2 separate regions of the Danio rerio genome follow, and region 1 is linked to region 2. Evidence: chromatin contacts called from public HiCAR-type data. All regions are on one chromosome and are shown on one strand. The core of a region is the stretch at or near the end of the contact, and the rest is flanking DNA. Distances in the headings are between cores, read along the strand shown. Region 1 holds the start of si:ch211-212o1.2. Region 2 holds the start of znf423 (zinc finger protein 423).

Region 1 (7,515 bases), core at 4,145-6,644, 210 kb after region 2:
AAAGCGATAGAAATTAAAAATGTAAAACAGGAAATATGTTGGGACCATTGTTTTTGTTTACATCCCTCAAAATGGTCTATATGCAAGTGGATATGCTTATAGATGATAATGTGTCAAGCAGTTCTATAATAAATATTGTAAACATTACATTTCATCTGCCAAATGGGGAGTAAGTTCATATTGGATCACTATACCCAGCAAACAATTTTGAGTTTAATAGACGTCTAATAGATATATAAACTTAGACAGCTTGGCTAAAACAAGGCTTACCTTGGGCTGTCAGTGAAAATCTAGTAGACATCTAAGAATAGCCCAAAACTAGACTAGTTGTCGGTTAGGCACTTCATATGTGTAGTCATTCATCTCTGTTTATTTAATGACTAGTTTTGGCCTATTCTTAGACGTCTTTTTTTATTTTCACTGACAGTGCAAATTTAGCCTTGTTTTAACCAGGATTACTATGTTTAGACATTTATTATGCATCTATTAGACATCTTTTAAACACAAAAAAGTGACTTTTGCTGTTTGTTCAAACGACTTATTTAAATTGAGCTGAATTTTTTTTTTTTTTTTTGGGTCAACTTAATTATTTTATGTTCAGTCCACTTAAATTTGTAAAAAACAACAAATACTTTAACTTAATTTCTTCATGCTGTTATACAAATCAATTATGTGGAAGCAATTTTTACTGATTTTATAGGAACATCTAAAACAGGGTGTCTGCGGGGTCTTAAAGAGTATTAAAAGTTGATAAATCTATGTAGAGAAATTTAAGTCCCTAAAAAAGTATTTTAAAAAGTCTTAAATGCTATTTTGCAATGTATTAAATTTGATATCATTTTTGATTATGCAATGTATGGTTGTATGCTAAAGTTTGCCTGAATTTAATCTGTAAATATCTGGATGCTGTGTAATTTATACAATCAAAAAAAATCCTGCTAGATTTGACATCATGCTGCTTTGTTTACTGCAGTAACCAAGGCAACGCCATTATTTCTGCAGTTTTATAAGTGCCAACCTGCTGAATTAGCTAGATTAAATGGATTTTTATTCAGTATATGAATAATGTTTTAGTTTTGGATTCGTTTCTTACATTAATATTAAGTAAACGTACTGTAAATTTAAAATCTTGACAGTGTTTCCAGTTGAAACCTAATGTGGTTATAAAGTCTTAAAGTGTATGGAAAGTGTCTTTAAAAAGGTCTTAAAGCAAAAGAAAGCAGGTGAATACCGAATGAGAGGATGATCACTGGCGTGCACAGGTGATGGGATGAGCATCTCTTTATGTGAAGTTAACAAGTGTTCTGGGACCTTTAGCCCGGTCAGATTACTGTGCATTGTTTTAGATACATGAGAATAATTCTTTTTTTTTTTTAAGAAAAGTTTTGTTGAATTAAAATGTGCATGTATACAGCTGTGTTTTGGTTGTTTTGACACTTTATTTAAAATTTATGGCTAACATAATAATTGTTTTTTTATAAAAAAATATTTATTAATTTATGGTGTGGTCAGAGATAAATTTGGTAAATCCTTAATTTTGAGCTCTGAAAAGTCATGTGAGCTCATACTCTCAAAAAAATTACTAATTGGCTGAACTCAATTTAATTGAGGGCAGGATTTCCATCCTATAACTTTTTTAGCTAAAAAAAATAAATAACTGTTTACACAAATAAATGCAATTGAGTTGGTCCAACATGAATTTAGCAAATAAAAGTTAAAAAACATTTGTATTTTTATTGATCTCAAAGCTCTGATAATATGTTTGTCTATCATGTGTCGTACATTTTGAAGTCTCTTAGTTTTATTTGAAGTTATCCTAAATGAACTAAAAGAGACATATTTCATGACTTGCATATACAGTTGATTGAGACTGATCTCAGAACTCGCTTTAGGACAATTATTGCTGAGCAACAAACTGCATTTTTGCTAATAAACCTGCCAACACCCAAAGCATGGCTGCTTCTGCAAGGTGATAATCTCAAAATTTAAAGCACTACTTGAACATCTTCTAAATCTTCAAACTTAAGTGAAGATAAAAAGTCTCTAACTAACAAGTCTTTCTATTTGCTTTAAACATCTCAGATGACTTTAATTGTCAACATTTCCTTCTCTTAATTTAATTCCATGCATTGCAAAGCATGCTGGGAACTACAATTTCTCTTACCAGGTAGCTGAACCAACACGATTTCTACCTGTTGTCACAACATAAAATGCTTTTATTAACATAATGGTTTACAAATCTAAGGGGACTGAACATGAAACAAAGAAATTTGCCAATGAAGTAACAAGGATTGTGTTGTTGTTGCTCATTTTAAACATGTAGCTTGAACAAGCAGCAGTAATCATTTCTTTGAGTATACACAACACAGAAAAAGTTAAATGAGTGTGGACACAACAGAAAATCTAAATCAAGTCATGTCAAAGTCACATTTTATACATATAAAATATATTTCCCAACAACAAAATTGTGGCTAGTGAAAATGGCGAGTGGCTAGTAAGGTTGGAAATCTACTAGCCACAGTGGCTGGTGATCAAAAAGTTCATGCCAAGCCCTGTTAATCATGAATACAAACAGTGACTGCATTAAGTCAAACGAGTTCAATTTGATTTAAAAATCATGTAAAAATGGCACCGTGTACGGTGGTGCAGTGGGTAGCACTATCACCTCACAGCGAGATGGTCACTGGTTCGAGCCCAGGCTGGGTCAGATGGCATTTCTGTGTGGAGTTTGCATGTTCTCCATGCGTTCGCGTGGGTTAAAAAAAAAAAAAAAAACGGAAAGAAGGAAAATCTGATTGATAGTGTCAACCTAAACAAAGACTACACATTTCCCTCAAAATTTTGTGTTGTGATGTAAATAATGAAAAACTGAGTGCTGATGGCCGGATGATTTAATGTTTGTGACTTGGGGAAATAAGCACAGAAACGTCTATTTAAAGTGGTCTTTCTTCTTTCAGCGGTGCAGTTTCTGCTTTAATTGCATCCATGTGTTTAAGCAGCTGGTTCGGCCGCTGAGTCTCATAACTTGAGCCGGACAGAAGGTCGGTGCTGTTCCCAGAAATCAGCCATCGGAACGCATCGATACACTACGGGCCCCTGAGGGCCTCTGAACCTGTTCGCTTTGGGAAAAGGGGTTCAGCACACCATCTGAGTAACTCCTAAATACTCCAAAATTGGACTTCATGAACCATCCATACTATCTGATCTTATTGAATCTCACCCTTAACTAGGGCTTCAGTTGTTTTAATATTCATGGACCTCACAGTTGTCTCAAACATGTGGATTTTGCAGTGGTTAGCACTGCTACCTCACAGCAAGAAGGTCGCTGGTTTGAACGCATTCATTTTTGCGTGGAGTTTGCATGTTCTCCCCATGTTGGGTTTGATAAAACTAAAACTGGCCGTATGTATGTGTGTGAATGAGTGTGTATGAATGTTTCCCAGTACTGGGTTGCAGCTGGAAGGGCATCTGCTGTGTAAAACGTATGCTGAATAAGTTTTCGGTTCATTCTGCTGTGGTGACCCCTGATGAATAAAGGGAAAAAGTCGAAGGAAATGAATGATTGAATATTAGCAGCCAATGACTATCAAAGTACAAGGTTGTTTACAGTCAATTAAATAGTGCTAATAATGCTTAAAGTCATACTTGAATGTAATTTCAGAGAGAATATTAAAAGTAGAGTGTTAAACAATATAGAGACCTTGTCACAAGTTGCCACTGAAGAATTGTGCGAATATAAAACTAACATCACCTCAATGTGGATTTTAAGGGTAAATGGAGATTTCTACATGAGGCCAAAGAAATGTCTGGCAGAAATAGAATCAGTCACCATTCAGTGAGTTTATTTTCCATGAGATGAAAGTGAACAGTTCTGCCTTGAGTAAATGATGACGTTATGTTTGCATTGGAGGAACTGTTTATACTTCTTAGAGGTAGCATATTTATAGACATGGGGGCGTTCTTGTTGTGTGTTTAATGCGTATGAATCATTGATTCATGTTCTGTATTTGGTGCAGATGAATAGTGTTTCAGTGTTATGTAAATGTAGTGTGTAAAAGGTATAGTCAATTATAAGCAATTGTAAAAATTGTGTTTTGTATTAATTATTATAATATTCGAGATATGTGTTATGTTAGCAAACCAGTTAAACTGTCTGTCATTCCTGAATATTGTCAGTCTTTACAACATCACAAAACACACGATAAAAGAAAAGATTTTCTATAGTACACTAATTAATATATAATTATACCCTACTGAAAAAAAAAGGCTGGTTGGCTGGTTTTAGCTGGTCAACCAGGCTGGTTTTAGAGGGGTTTTGGCCACTTCCAGGCTGGTTTCCAGCCATTTCCAGCCTGGTCTTAGCTGGTCAGGCTGGGAGATGATCAGCCAAAACCAGCTATGTCCAGCTTTAACCAGGCTGGTCAAGCTGGTTTTAGATGGTTTTAGCTGGTCACTTTCCAGCCTGACCAGCTAACACCAGGCTGGAAACCAGCCCGGAAGTGGCCAAAACCCCTCTAAAACCAGCCTGGTTGACCAGCTAAAACCAGCCAACCAGCCTAGGCCAGTTTAAGCAGTTTTTTTTCATCAGATTCAGGGTAATTACATTAAATTTCCATTTTACAGCATTATATAGGATAATGCTTGACAGATTTGTTTCCAAACAACATGTAAGCAACGTGTATGATGTATACAATTAATATGTTTGCGACAGCTTTAAGCTATTTGTGGAGTTTGTTTGAAATATTTATAAATCATTGTCCATGCCTGTGATCGCCGGTACATAATCAAACAGACACTTGAACATGAGATAGCATGATTATCTTATCTATTTCTTATCAACAGGTAGCACAGTAGTCATGTGTACTCGTATAATTTCACTAGAGGCGTTTGTGTCTTATCAGCGTCTCGAGCACTACGATAGACTCGCATGAGATGTTAGGGACCGTTGGTAAAACCCCAGACATGATTCGCTGACATTAAGGGGCGACGCCAGTATAATCCTACAGATTTTGTAATGTACATTTGATTAAACATCAAAAATCGTTTTGTTGATTATGATAATTCTTAGATAAGAGTAGCCGGTGATCAAAATGGCTTTTTCCTCTCACACTATAAACGCGTCTTTTACGACGGTCCCTAAGATCAGAGCACAGCAGCAGGCAGAGGAAAAGTTTTGCGAATATTCACTTTATTCAGGCTGTCGGACAGTTTAAAGAGCTGCTCAGAGTCCCCGCCGGGAGCAATATTATCTATCATTTGCCTCATGAGATGAAACAAGGTAAATAATAATTATCGAGGTATGTTTGTTTATTATAGCGGAGTGGTAGACAGGCAGTTCGTGCGTATTTTAGTTCCGGGTGTGTTTCGCTGAAGTAGGAACCTCAGTGGGTTTACCAAGAAAGGTGTGTCATTCACCGCTAAACCTGAACCCCTGTGTATTAATTACTAAATGCACGATACAGGGTCATTATTAATGCATTTTCTCTGAAAACTGGCCATCATAAGGGACCATGGCGGCGGCGTTACTGTCAGAGACGGAGATCAGGCATCGGTCTATGGCGGAGGAGGATCCGAACGGGAATGAGCACGGGGCGGCCGCGCGCAGCACCGCACCTCGCTGGGGACCACAGCACGCCGGGGCCCGACAGCTCGCCAAGCTGTACTCTCCGGGTAAGACGAGCACGTCAGCTGTCATTACACACATCTGTGTCAATGTGAATGATCCTTCTACTACTGCACACGGCAGCGTCTACGGGCCAGACTAAGGCCAGGAAAGCACACACACACATCCAAAAGTTGCTTGTAGTCTTATGTGTAGAGGTCAGTTTGAGATCAATATCATGTGACAGCTCCATCAACATAATGTATTGAATGTTGGTGATTGTTTAACATTGAGCTGCGTGTATATGACCCCGTTTATGGGTTGCATGTGTTGTGCATGTGCTACTTTGTAAAACTTGTAATTGCAGCTGTCAGGGCAAAGTGTTCAGAATAAGAGGATCATTTTATAACACTTCAAGGAACTCAAGATTTAACGCTTTGTCACTGTCATATTTTTAACACTTTGTCACTGTCATATTTTTCTAATTTTCCATTTTTATTATTATTTTTTAAAAGTTAATGATATATTTAGCAGGAATAGAATCAGTCAATGCATGTATTTCCATTAAGTGAAGGTGGACAGTTCTGCCCTGAGTAAATGATGAGTGGTGTTGCACACTTTATGCTTTCCTGTGCAAAAGTGGTATATTTTTAGATATGGGGGCTGTCATGTTTTGTGTTTAGTACAAATGAATCATAGCTTCCGTGTCTGTATTTGGTGCATATGAGCAATGGCTCTTTTTTCTTAAATGCAAAATTGTACGTTTTGGTGTTATTTTCAAGTTTGTAAAAGTCATGGACATATATAGACGATTCTAGATGATTTTTATTTTAATTTGGAGATATCCCCCAAATTAAAAAAAATGTAATAAAATTGTTGGTTTAATTCTAAGAATCAGTTACTGATATAAAGATGAAATTGTTCTCCGTGAAATATATGAAATGATATTGATAAAACATTACAGTATGGTCCCATCAATAAAATGTTGTTAATGCATTATTTATTTATGAGGAATTCATTTGTTATTTGATATTGATATTTGATATACATGATATTTAATAATCTTTGTAAATGCTGATTTAATAAAAAGAAAATGTTAACTAAACCTCACTGGTAAAGGAAGTACAGATACACTATTAAAATATGAATCCAGCTTTCCCTGAGCAAAAGTAGTACAGTACTTTTATTTTTAAGGATGTAAAATAAAAAAATGGTTATAAAAGTAAAGATTGGCGATGAATCATATATTTATTCCTAAAATCACTGGACAGACTAGATTATTATTATTATTATTATTATTATTATTATTATAACCTTTATTTTACCAGGTAAGTCACATTGAGATTAAAAATCTCTTTTACAAGAGTGTCCTGGCCAAAATTAGGCAGTATACATGTCACATGGGTCTAACAGACAACAAACAATTGACAGTTAACATGAATCACACTGTTCAATCTGTTTCAATTTCTAAATCATTTATTCTCTTTTTTTTATTGAAAGCATTTACTGAAATAAATTCTTTAAACTGCAACTTTGTTTGTAGATTGTTCCTTGCAAAAGGTGCTGCATATTTAAAACCCTTTTTCCCTATCTCAGTCTGCACTTTAGGAACAGACACTAAATAAATATTCTGTGACCAAAGACCATAGCTAAGGGCTTTTTACAAATGTAAATCTGTAGATATGATGAGAGTAAACCCAATATAGATTTTTAAACAAAGATATGCCAATGCTTGAACCTACAAGTAGAAATTAGAACTATATAGAGCAGTGGTTCTCCAACTTTTTTTTATGTAGTACCACCTCAAAAAATTATTGTTTCTCCTAGTACCACCATAATAGGCACTATTGAAATACAGTAGCACACAATGAAACAGCAACAGCACTGCACAGTTGAAAAAATTAGGCAGATTA
Region 2 (7,337 bases), core at 4,230-6,729:
CTATGTATTTTGGTGCATTTAAACAAAACAGATTTATTAAACAGATACATTTATTAAAATAATAATTTAGTCACTAAACATATTTAGAAGTTGAAAGACAATACAATTCAATTCAAGCAAAGTATTGCAAAACAATTTCAACCTACAAAATTTAAACTAAATTTTTTAAATTGTTTGCTTCTCTTGATTTTTCCTCTTAAAATTTGTATTTAACATTTTTCTATAACATATAAATTTGGGTGTACTAGTTTTTGGACTGTTATCGTAAGTTAAATGGTTAAATAAGCTCCAGATTTGGCTTCAGTACTGACTAATCTAGTGTATATGCACAAATATAATATTGTATAGCATCTGTTAAAAATATGAATTTAAAAGATACATTTGTGAGGGGTGTACTTATATATGCTGAGCAAAATATGTATATGTATATTAATTTCATATTTTTAATTTAAATTAGCAGCTTGCACCATGTACTTGCGACATTAGCAACACGTGTGCTATGATGAGGGAAAAGGTTAGGGGCTGACTCCAGACAGTGCAAAATACAACCTACTTCAAAAACAAAACAATATGCTATTAGCAATATTGACAATAATTCATAAAAGACTATAAATACATGAAAGACAATAGATGCGTTAAGAAAAACACACATGTAGTAGGCACAGATTGACAAGTACACAGTCAAAAAGGTGTACACATAGTTTGACTGTTGTTGGAAAATTGTTGTAGGCAATATTGTTAGTAAGGATTTGGTTAAAGTGCAGTGCATGTTACATCTTGATGGTATGCAGTGAGGGGTATGGAAAGAGTTTGCGTGAGGTGTGTTAAGTTAAGTGTTCATCAGTCTGTGTAATGTATCAAATATTTAGCTGTTTACATATTACTTCACACTCTTTCGCTATTAAAAACTAAAGGCTTGAGCTGTAGTTCATGTTTGGTTTCTGTGGATTGCAAAGGTCTGCATTTGAGTTGATTGACCATTTCAGTTTTTTTGACAAAACTTTTTAAACTGGGTCATTCTAACAACAATCTGACTCAAATATTGAGACAGGCAATTTTGCATTATTAATAATCAGACTAGTATCAACAAAAATACTGAGACCTGCTATTTCTCAAACTTAATTTATGTTGGTCTTGGTGAAAGCTCAGCCTTCTTTGTTTTGATTGGCCATTTCAGTAGTTTTAATATTGATAAGGGCTGCAAGATCGACAGAACGTATATTTAAAAGTTGGTCATTCTAAGGATGGACCGAGTATCATCAGCATCAAATATTTGGGAGGGTGGCCCCCCAAAAACGTATATGCCGTTTACGCTTTAATCCTTTGGCTGTTTATTTAAAAGGCAAAATAACTGTTCATTTTTAGTTTCAAGTGTACATTTCGCACACCATTCCTCTATCAAACCATCTTGGGAGGGATTTGATGTGGGGGGAAAATGCAGGAAAACATAATTTCTCTTCCCGTCTATTTTCCTGAAAGCACATTTGTCTCTCTCCTAGTTTCCCTAATTCTCCAGACATGTTCCAAACATTCTTTTTCCCCCCTCTCCCTCCCCAAAGTTGGCTTCCTCTGCCCTCGTTCCTAGGCATCAGCTGAAGACCCAGCAAGGCCCCCATACACAATGAGCTTTAATTGGGTTAAGTTTGTCCGCCACAGATAACATTTCTCTTTCTGTGGAGAATAAAACAAATTGCTGGCACTAATGGCACTGTTTAATGTAGCTCTTTTTATTATGGATGGAGGAAATTAGGAGGAGACTCCCAACAGAGAGCTGATGTCGTGGGAGTGAGTGCATTGTTGCAGCTCATCAGAAAAGCGTTTTTGCTGGAGCGCCGGCCTCCTCGCCGCAAATGCTCATCTCTCTCGCTAAGCCCTTTCATGTGGCCTTTTGAAAACAAGTCGGCGCACCTACGAATTGGAGCGTTAAACTGTACGGCCTGTGCGAGATCTGACAAGATCAGGTCCTGCGTTTGGCGCCATGTGTCACGAACCTGTTCTCCGTCCGCTGTTTTTTATGCCTTAATGCCCTAAGTCCATAAAGCTGGTGTTTCTTTGTGTAAGTCTGGGGCAAGAGCCAGAGAAATGGGGGCTTGGAGGGGGGCTTGTTATTGAGGTTTTGGCACAAGATGCAGTAAGCCTAAAAGCCTGAAATTTGTTCTGCATTGCTTTCGTTTCTGAAGAGGGTCCCCCTTTTTCAAGTCAGACGTCTCACTGCAGCAGGCTAATGGGACGCGAGGACAGATGCACACCCTGGCATTTAACACGCCAACACCTGAGAGTGTTTGGAAGACAATCAGCAGTAAAACTGTAATGTTCAATCTGGATTTTTATGGTGGCTAATCAGGACTGATGAAGTAGAGGGTACATTAAAGTGCAGCCGAGCGGTCAGCCCCAATCTGCGTTCCTGCTCTCCACCTCTCCCTTGTGTGCCCGTGTGCACTCGGCATCAGCACGGCTGTCTGGGTCCGGGGTCAGTGTAACAAACAAAACGTGCTGTTTTAAGCGCCGCGCTGTCCTTATATGGACAATTAGTGCTGTACGCCGGCATATTTTAGCAATCCTATATTTTGCTGATATACACGTTGAGACAATTAAAAGCTCCTGGCAGTGCTTTTTTTGCTTTCATAATAGATTCTATCAGGTCAGGTCACTGTAGCTCAGTCCCGAACGTATCCGAATCAAATAAAGTTCTTCATTTTTTGGCTCACCTTCAGATCCATTAGCTTTGGACGCATTCGTATTTGTAGGGATTGACAGAAATGACATGACAAGCATGTGCCTTTCCTGTACTTTGTTAACGAGACAAAAGAGTGTTGGCTTTGCAGTATTTAAATCAGTTATGTCTAATTATTTCATACAAAAATAGCCTATCTAGGGCAAAGCCAATGAGATGTAACATTGTCTGTGGAGGGGGGACCTGGAGGAGTTGGCGTGAGTTCAGCTGAACAGAACAGAACAGAGAGAATACGCTGTAGGCAACATAAATATAACATGAACTCTCCAGGCTTGTGACAGTACAATGGGGGAGTGTTTAAGGGTGTTTTCTGGGGCCGCACTGTCCAATGGATGATGGTCGCATAAGAATAGCAGCATACCTAGGTACGCTGAGAGAGGAGACGGATGAGAGAAAGGACAAAACGCTGTTGAGTTATTGCTAAATTTTGAATAATTGTTGCATGAATAATGTAAGGGCATCAATCTACTGCCATCCCTGCTGCGTGGAGGGAAATACTAGCCAAAAGTGAGACCATTTGAGTTCAGTTAGCAGTGAAATGAAGTGTTGCAAATGCCTTCATTACTTATTTTGCGTCCGACGTAGGATTTTGTTCCTTCTTTGAATGTCCAATATTTTTCAAATGGGATCCAAACAAAAAAAAAAAAGAAAAGATTATAATACTAATAAAAATGTTTTGCCACTCATTAAAATCATCCTAAAATAGCAACGGCGTTTATTCCAAACAGGACCACCGCTTTTGTCGTTCACACCTCTTTTTCTCCAGCGTCTTAATTAATTTCATCCACATGTCTTGTAAGTCTTATTCTGAACTGTTCATTGTGGTGCAAGAAAAATGCAAATCCGTAAAAAGATGACAGAGGGTGTAATCGTGTGCTATGTGATTTCACAATGCCACTCTTTCAAACCATTCATGTCTCGGCTGTCCTTGACCCTTAAGGAGCTTGTAATGTGGGCTATTTTCCTCCTTTGAATTTATCCAAGAAAAAGGGACCACTGCGGTGAGCTTTCGCCCCTTCGTGCCAGCGGCCTCTCTCTCTGGGACACCAGAAGCACATTTAAAAGCGGTCTCCAGGCGTGCGCTCAGACGAGACAAGAGGGGCCCCGGTCCTCTGCGGGGGGTCAATTTTAAAGGCCGCTCCGTGGCTCCACAGGGCGCCTGGCTCAATCTGCAGGACATCCCACTGACCGAGACAGGGTGCCCACCATGTTATCCATGACAACGGCTGAGCAGCTCCGGCGCACCGCATGTGATTTTGACCATTTCTTAGGTTGATTTTTGCACAAATGATCTTCTTTCTGCAATTGCACTTCAGCAGCACATGCAAACGGCCAGACAGACGCTGTGGGGATTGAAAATACTGTCGAAAAGGCCTAACACTGCCAAAAGGAATCCTAGAAAAAGGGTTTAAATGAAGTTTAGTTAAAACGTATCCCAAAATAACTAAAACAACACATCTGACTGACTCCATAAAAAAAAGATGCAGATTAAACATGCATTTAATGTTGACACAAATAAACAAACACTGACACAATATATGCACTCAGAAATCTATCATACTCACCCTCTTGTTTTAAATCAGAATGAGTTTCTTTAGTCTCATTCACTTACACACAAAAAATGTAATAAAGTGAATGGTGGCGGAGGCTGTCAGGGCTTAACAAACTGCCTAATATCTCCTTTTGTGTTGAGCAAAAGAAAGAAAGTCAAAAAGGGCTTGGGAGAACGTGAGGTTGAGTAAATGATGACATTGTTTATGTTTTCGGCTGAGCCCAACTATTCCTTTAAATCTAAAACTGTTCGTTTTAAACGCAGGTTAACGCATTACAAAGACGACGTAGGAATGTTAAATGTTCAAAATAACCAAAATGTCATGGTATCCAATCGACAGTTAAACGCTGGAGTGAACCCGAGACGATGGCATCGGTACAAGGAGCGCAAAAAGCGAATCCAGTCCGTCTTTTTTCTTGCACGCTGCAGAGTTTCCTCGAAGCTCCGTGTTTTGGCCCCGATCCGTGCTCCAAGTTAAGCTGTAGTTTCCATGGCTGACCATGGTTTGGTGCTGTTGGCTCTCTCTGTCTGCTCAACCCAGGCTGTGCGGAGCTCCCTGCGGGATCAGAGCGCTCCCCCGCCGGGACCCTACTCTCACATCCTCCTGCTGGGACACGGCTACATTTCCAGCCAAGCCTGGCTTTATTATGTGTGTCTGCGCTGCAGCCCCGCCAGCAGTCGGATCGGGAGGCGGAGGGAAGACCAGAGTCAGGACAAAGAAAAAGGGAGAGAGAGGCTAGCGACTAGAAATATTTACGGCTTTTAGGACGATAAACAACAAGAAGAAGAAAATCCCCTCAGGTAAAATGCTGCGTAAAATGCCATTGAGAGTGGCACCTTCGGAAAAATAACAGCGAAGGAGGGTGGTTCGGCGGATCTCAACGAAAAGAGACAGTTGCGACAACTGCAAAAAGGAGGACAAACATAGCGAATCAATTCCGAAACACCGTCGAAGTGGCTTCTCCACATTATCGGCAAGTATTGGCACCTCTCGCTACTGATCAGGTGTAATTTGGGCACGCTCCGCTTCTCGAAACTCTGAGCGCGCGTGCCCGCTCCGCCGTCAGCGTCTACCGTTACGGAGGAACAAAAGAGCGTTCGCGCCTCGAGAACGGGGAAAGCCGCAAGTTATTCGTTAAATCTACAGGTTGGAGAAGTTCAATCATTGGAATATCCCTTTCCATTGCCGTACTCTCTCTTCCTTTGCACGCTTCTGGACTAGCGAGACTGAAGTTGCCGCATTGCAACAGGCAAAGTGAAGAAATCTCCCAAGTATCAGCGCGTGACCTGTCAATATTTCTTGGAGAGGACAAGATACCGATTAAAGAAAGTAAAATATTGCTCTTAACACGGAGATGTCTAGACGCAAGCAGGCCAAACCGCGCTCCGTTAAAGGTAAGCGTTTTATGTTGCTGTACGAGAGGGAACAGAACAACTCACATGACCAATGAGATTTCCTGGGTAAAACTGGCGGGGATTGTGAAAATTCATCGTTTTACGGGTTTGCTTTCAATAGTGACACCATGTTTAGAAACTTTAGGCATGCTTTTCGATAATTATCAAATTAAGCTCTTTCATTTTGATGCCAGGTGCCAGCAGGTCTTGTGTTTGGGAGGACAAGTTACCTCATATAAGCTGAAGCAAGGAGCTATACCTAAAAAATACATGTAAATAGGTTAGTTATTAATAATAGGTGTAATATGTTTTTAAAAAGCCCAATTTCTAATAAATTATATTTACATTTTATAATTAAACTTAATAGTTATCATAATCACGTCATTATTAATATTATACGATATACTACATTTAAATGTAAACTTTATTTATTTAAAATAAAAAAAATTAACTATATTATTTTTATTGATATTTTAACCTTATTTTTAATAGAATAACCTTTTAATTAGGTATATTCCTACATCACTCATTTTATACACCTCTCAGTCTGTTGTAGTGTAAGTGAAATTTGATTCTCTGCAGACCTCAGATTGCAGTTTTCCCCCCCTCTTTGCTGTTTATTGTCTTGAATTTATTCCCGGTTGTGACTTTGACATGTCAGAATCAGTCACACACAGTCCCATCTCATTCATGCCCCTCCTACAAGACTCAACACTTTCAGGCAGGTGAATTTAGGAGCAATAAGGCCTGCTGCTATTTCAGCTTGTCCATCAGCAGATATTGTGCTGCTGGTCGAGATATCACTTGGCACCGTCACCCCAATAGAAACCAGATGGGCTTTCGGGTGGCCATGTGGCCCATATTAGTACCCCCTCCCCCAAATAATAACCAGTTTTTTGTTTTAATTAACGGCCGCAATCTGCAGAGGTTCATCAAGGGAGAAACAAAAACGGTCATAAGTTTACATAGAGTGTAAGTGGATAATATTCATGGTGGATGAAGTGAAAATACACTCATAGACATTTAACACTGACAGAGCCTGCTGGGTGCAGATCAATCCTAAACAATGTTGTTGAGTTGTTTTGCAGAAAAGTGCAGGCTGTTGACCCTGTAATCAATAATGTAATATTTATTTTTTCACATGCGCAGAGTGATTATTGTAATATGCATAATCTCCCCCCCCCCGCTAGCATTAACCAATTTTATTTTTGTTTGTTTTGTTTATAAAAGGCACATTTAAAGCAAATGTCTTGTTGTGTTGCAACAAATACTATTGCAGTTTCCTATCGAGTATGCGTTGGCCTGCAGCAGCACAGAGGTTTGGGGGTAAACAGTGATTGTATTGACTCAGCGATGCACATCAATCAGAGGCCAATTAAATATGTAACCAAGGCTCGCTCTGTCCCTATCTCAGCCCAGCACCTTTAGCTTTGATTGGAATGCTTGGAGATTAGAAGGGCACCAACAATATGTCTGAGTGTGGTATGCACAAAAATCACTCATGTTTTTTTATGTTCCGGTGTCTTGTGTATTGGCTCGCTCATCCAGAGGTTAAGCTTGTTTGTCATTAATTTCTGCTTTGATATGTTGCAATCTGCAGGTGTTAGGGATGTAGTAAACATATGCAGGCGCATTGGTTGCTGCTGGTGGTGGTGG

The links. HiCAR-type assays count read pairs that join an accessible place to other places.
Region 1: a contact with region 2 is called in a HiCAR-type map of caudal fin, with 4 times the contacts expected there. The contact joins the promoter of si:ch211-212o1.2 here to the promoter of znf423 in region 2. A contact is called at or near these places in 3 of 18 Hi-C or Micro-C datasets (caudal fin, hematopoietic stem cells and an unstated tissue) and 1 of 4 datasets of contacts at active chromatin or transcription factors (caudal fin).

What each region holds. Positions count from the first base shown.
Region 1 is chr18:19,380,669-19,388,183 of GRCz12tu, forward strand. si:ch211-212o1.2 reads left to right here and starts at 5,395. Exons shown (of 6, transcript NM_001080164.1): 1 at 5,395-5,670. The coding sequence starts at 5,511.
Region 2 is chr18:19,166,232-19,173,568 of GRCz12tu, forward strand. It overlaps znf423 (zinc finger protein 423), which reads left to right and starts at 5,480. Exons shown (of 8, transcript NM_001080030.1): 1 at 5,480-5,681. The coding sequence starts at 5,642. LOC101885646 (a long non-coding RNA gene) reads right to left here and starts at 5,724. Exons shown (of 2, transcript XR_222491.6): 1 at 4,300-5,724; 2 at 315-4,129.